Regions from separate parts of the Gossypium hirsutum genome. Here region 1 is linked to region 2. A link is a contact called in public Hi-C data. All regions are on one chromosome and are shown on one strand. The core of a region is the stretch at or near the end of the contact, and the rest is flanking DNA. Distances in the headings are between cores, read along the strand shown.

Region 1 (2,730 bases), core at 53-2,552, 90 kb after region 2:
TGAGAAATATAGATATGAAATAAATTGATCAAAATAGAAAGATACAACTCAAGTACAATTAAATTCCTAGAGTTTTTGGACTAGTAGTCCAAATATCTAAAGGTATAAAGCTAGTGAGGGTTCAATTGAAGTAGTTCTGCAAAAGCAGAATAAAAATATAAAGTTTTTCGCTAAGTCCTGACGTTGATTATGAAAAGACATAATATTCTTTTGTGGTGGATGCAATAACCTTTGGATATATTATTAAATTGACAATTCATAAAAGATTTAATTTGCATCTAATGATTATTGTTACAACCTTTTATGAATCACTATATAGTAAAGTTTATATTAAAATCCATGAAGGATTTAGGATGCTAGAAGCATATTGAAATTATCGAGAAATTGTTCATTTATATGAATTAAAATAATTTGAATATATGTGGTAAATTTGACTTAGTGAATAGTAGTTGAAGAGGATTATAAAATGATCCAAAATACCTATTTGTGTTTTTATAAAAGAATCATGATTAAAGTTTGTTATGATTATTGTTGAATCTCCTGAAGAGACCAAAATATATTTTTCCAAATTTCCCTCACTCATGATTTTTAAAAGAATGGTGATATAAATACTTAGCAATACATTTAAATAGTCATTTGAAAAACTAGTATTCAAGATTGAATACGTAAAATATGAGAAAGTATGTGATGCTTTCATGAAGGGGAGTAAATACGCGTTGTACTTTTTTTCCCTTAATCGAGGTTTTGTCCAATTGGGTTTTCTTGGTAAGGTTTTTAATGAAGCAACATATTATGCATATTATAGATCGTGTACTCTTTTTCCTTCATTAGGTTTTTATCTCACAGGATTTTTCTTAATAAGGTTTTAACGAGGGACATTTTCTACCAATGGACATCCAAGGGGGAGTGTTATGAATATCTTATTAAGTGGATGTCAATCATGATTAAGATAAAGTTTTAATGTACTTTAAATTCTAATAGTTATTAGAATTGGATCTCTACTTCTTTTATACTTCTTATGCCTATAAATAGATATTCTGATAAAGCATTATAATCATCCCAAATGATCAATAAAGTACATTATCTATTAATTCCATTTTTTTTGTTCTTTATTCACTCCATCTCTCTTTATTTTATAACAAATTAAAGTATTTTTTAGTGAGTGATTTTTTATTAAGGGGTGGTTGTTTTTAGCTTTAATTATTTATTAAAATTTAAATATATTAAATACCCTTAATTTTATTTTTTTATAATAATTTTGAATTATCCTTTTTTTAATAAGGAAGGACGGCATGAGGCAAGAACAATTATCAACACAAAGCACTTAGGAGCATGCTGGCGCAGAAACTCCAGCAACCTTCTCTTGCTCAATAGTGGAAATTCTGCGAAAACTTGCAGCATACCCGGATTCTGGGATCTCATTTTCGCAACCAAATCAGCATTAGACGTGGTTTATGGTCATATTCCAGCATCTATTTTGGAGCAGTTTGATCCTCCCTACCGGAGCATCATTTGTTTGTTTGTTTTTTAATTAATCTTTCCCAAGTGAATAGATTTTCCACTTACTTATATATAAAAAATAAAAGCGGCCAAGGGAAAGGGCCAAATCACATCAGAACAAATAAAATTGTCAATAATCAACCAACCTTTTCTCTTTTTACTTTTCCTCGCTTATTATTATTTTTTTGCCTTTCTTTCTCTTTCCCGTGCTCCTCTTGGTTTTGGTAGTTTCTGAAATGTTCAAACAAAAACAAATTCAACCAAAACCAAAATGAATTGAAACGCAGGTCAAGCCAACCCAAATTCCTATACATCTATCTGATTCCGATTATTCATCATCAACTTCATACAAATACGAAGAAACGCTGTTTTTCCAGGTTAGACATGTATCTTCTCACCAACATCTTCCTTCCTTCCTTTATTTATTTTGTCTTCCGCACTGTGAGTTCTACTTACTTTCATTCCCAATATTCAAAGTAAAAAGAAAAAAGATGATACATAAATGGATTCTTTGTTCTACTTTTAAGCTTAATTATATATGTATGATTTAAATATTGAAGAATGGCTCTGACGAATGCTGTGAGTCTCTAAAAAACCTTGCTCTTAACAATTGCAAATAGGGAAGGTTGGTTTTTATGAACAAACAATCATTTATGAAGCAGTTTTTTTTTTGTATTCTTTAACATCTTTTTAATTTTTTCAACTTATATAAATTGAAGTTTTAAATTTATAGCTAAATAATTTTTAAATTTTTAAATAAATCAACATCATAGTTTAAATATGGATTAAAGTATAAAAGTTTATTTAAACATAAAAATTTAAAAGAAAAATTTGTTTGAATAAAATGGTAAGATTTAACTCCCTTCTAAAATAAGTTAGCTTAATAAATAAACACAATTTTTTCTGGGTTTCTGGAAACTGCATTTTAATACTTATATTTTTTTGGTACAATCTTATTGTGTGATTTCACTTTTACAACATCTAAATTCAGATATTAAAATAAATTAAGTAGCAAAATTTAGGTATCAAAAGTGCATAGTAAAAAATATAAGAAATAATTTAATTATCAAGTTATATAGGTTAAAAATTACATTAACCCATTTTAATTTATATAAAAGACTTTACAAGTAATTTAATATATTTCAATAATTAATTATAATTATAAAATAAATATTTTTTATTGAACAATCCTCAACCTATCAGTTGACTTTTAGGGTTTTGTTCTTGGTA
Region 2 (2,976 bases), core at 233-2,732:
ATAAGTGATGATATTTTTTTCTTTTATCTCCTTGATTCGTAAAAAGTTTGAATAAGGATATGGTTCAACAGAATTACCTCTCATCTTGCTTATTTCTCATTTTAGTTCAAATTATCATTGGTTTCATCATAAATGCTGTTTTTGGCATATGCTTTTATTTTTAACCAAGAGGTTTCCTAGCATTCTAGCAACCTGTTTTCTTTGGTTTAACATGGTTAAGCACGATTTTGAGGCTTACTTTCTACTTTCGATTTTCCCCCTCGAAATTGGTGAATGAAATTCCTTCTCATCTAACTTATTATTTTGTTTAATGGATAGACTGTCAGGCCATCACCTCTTTCTGGTGGTTTCAATCAGCAAGGCTATCGACCTCGGGGAAACAGTGGTCCACCTCAGTGGGGTCCCCGGGGGCATCCTCCTCAGACATCATATGATTATCAGCAACGAGGACCATATCCATCTCACAACTCTCATTATCAACCTCCGTATGGTGGGTACCCTTCTCACCAAATGGCTCCAAGGAGCAACTTTGGTTCTAGTTGGGAGCAGAGGCCTCATAGCATGCAGGGACCTCCTCAGAGTGGAGGTTATGATTACTACAGCAGGCAAGGGGGGGTCTCTAACCAACATTTGACTTCAATTCCTGGTCATGGACCGGGTCCCTCACCTGCTCCAGCTATGGGGCTGCCTCCATCTCAGTCGAGTTATAATTATGGACAGCCTCGTGGTCCAGCAGATTATGCGCATCCACCACCCTATTCGCAAGCTGCTCCCCAGCATGGCTACGGACATGGATATGAAGAGAAGTATGAAAATCATACCCCAGTTCAGCATCCTTATGGAGGGCATGGATCTGCTCAGCCAGGATATGCACAGCCAGGTCCTCAACCTGGGTATGCCCCTCAGCAGCAATATGGCAAGCCACCATCTTATGGCATGCAGTCACAAGGACCCCAAACATATGGACCTCCAGCCAATCAACCTGGAGAAGTACCATATCAAGGTCCAACTGCTCAGTCATATGGTTCAAATGTGCCTCCACAGCAGCAGTATGCATATGCATCAAGTGGGCCAACGCAACAAAGCTATCCTCCATATGGCTCTGCACCACCTAGTGATGGGTACAGTCAGCCTTCAGCTGTGGGTGGCCAGGCTTATCCGCAGCAAGGTAGCCAGCCTGTTCCTGGTTACAGTCAACCAACTGCATATGCACAAGCAAGTAGCGCTGCTGGGTATGGTCAATACCCACCATCGCAACAAGGCTACTCTGAACAGACACAGGCTCCTAACAATGCAGGTTATGGGTATCAAGGGGCGCAGGATTCTGGTTATGGTGGTGCGCCTGCAGCAACATATGGTGCGCCCCCAGCCAGTGGCCAAGCAACTTATGCTCAAACAACAGCAGCTCAGCCTACCTATGATCAGCCTGTTCCTCAATCTGGTAGTTATGCTGCAGCGCCAGGTAGTGCACCTGCTGGGTATGGAAAAACAGTATCCCCCCAACCTGGATATCCGCAGTATGATTCCACCCAGATGTATGCTGCACCGCGTTGACATGGCTGTCTTCCTGTATGTCTTGTGTTGGTTAATGTAGTCAGGACCGTACCCGACATTCTGTAGGTAGTGTTTCTTTATTTTGTTTTTGAGGCCTTCTAGCTATTGTTTACTTTTGGCGCTACTGCAACTAGTTTCTCTTTTCTTTTCTAGTTTTGTTCGACAAAGATTGCCAACCAAATGCTACCTAACTTTGTTACTAACGATGTTGGTTCCTTCATGTTTGTTTTATTAAAATTTAATATATGTTATTCTACTATTGAAACGTTTACAGTCGTTTGAATTATTTATATATTTACGTTTCGGTTATTTCATGCTTGCACCACAACGGACGTCAATTTACCCCATAATTGCAAATATCAAAATATCAAATCACCCCATGAGGGTTGACCTGTTGGACGTATATCTAATGTTTTAAGAAAGATACTAAAAATTTTATAATTTAAACCAAAATACATATACCTATTTTAGTTTAATTTTACGGTTAAATTATTAAAATAATTATTTTTATTTACCTCAAATTACATTTTAATTATTTATGTTTAAAATATTATATTTTAGTCATTTGCGTTATTGTTTTGTAACATTTTAATATTGAGCCGTTAATTACCATTAACAGTGCAACAATATTCCCATTTTTTTTATTTTGAACAATTTAACTTTTTTTTCCTTTTAACTTCTTTATTTTTCATTTTCTCTATTTGTTTTCCTCCTTTCTCTTCTTTTTTAACATAATTTTTTTTATTTTCTATTTGTTAAAACTTATCTCTATACTTTTTTTTGAATAATTTAATATTTTTTCTTTATTTTTCTGTTCTTCCCCTTTAGTTTTAACTAATAAAAAACATAGAAAAAGCACATTAAAAAAGATGAAAAAATGGAGGAAGTTAGAGGAAGAAGCAAAATAAAAAAAGAAAAGAAAAATTCAAACATAAAAGAAATAAAACTAAATTACTCAATAAAAAGAATGAGGATCAATTATATAGTTTTAACTTAAAATTTTTGTTCGAAATGATTTAACCTACCACATCAGTTTACAGTTACACCATTAATGACTCATTGATTAAAATATTACAACACGTTAACACAAGTGACTAAAACATAACATTTCAAATATAAATGATTAAATGTAATCTGTGATAAATAAAAGCGATTAGTCTTTTATCTACTATTGATGTTATAACAAATCAAACACTGAATCTAGTAAAGATATAACCGGACATCGAAAATTTGTACGTTGATCAAAAGTACTGGGCGTTAAGATGGTACGCAGATGTTGATGCCAATGCCAGAATTTCACACAAGCAGCCCAATATCTATTCCTTAGTTTACCCTATATAACACAAACTCTGATGCTCTCTTTTGACAGCCATTTCAACAACTACTCAAACCCTCATTATGTGTTTCTTTCTTCTGGAAACT

What was found. Hi-C and Micro-C count contacts between places; a contact is called where the count stands out from the background.
Region 1: a Hi-C map of leaf shows a contact between it and region 2, with 1.8 times the contacts expected there. The contact joins the promoter of LOC107920633 here to the enhancer-like site in region 2. A contact is called at or near these places in 4 of 34 Hi-C or Micro-C datasets (all in leaf).

What each region holds. Positions count from the first base shown.
Region 1 is chrD13:41,031,707-41,034,436 of Gossypium_hirsutum_v2.1, forward strand. LOC107920633 (non-lysosomal glucosylceramidase) reads left to right here and starts at 1,303. Exons shown (of 20, transcript XM_016850441.2): 1 at 1,303-1,877.
Region 2 is chrD13:40,941,544-40,944,519 of Gossypium_hirsutum_v2.1, forward strand. LOC107919846 (far upstream element-binding protein 2) reads left to right here. Exons shown (of 7, transcript XM_016849237.2): 7 at 319-1,825. The coding sequence ends at 1,554. LOC107920319 (tubulin-folding cofactor E) reads right to left here. Exons shown (of 17, transcript XM_016849976.2): 17 at 2,646-2,976. Among protein-coding and RNA genes, the nearest start is that of LOC107919846, 5.8 kb to the left of the region's middle. Within about 2 kb of position 1,483, at least 5 of the 9 cell types and tissues checked have an H3K27ac peak or open chromatin away from gene starts, as enhancers often do. A contact at or near this core is called in leaf, where this site is marked.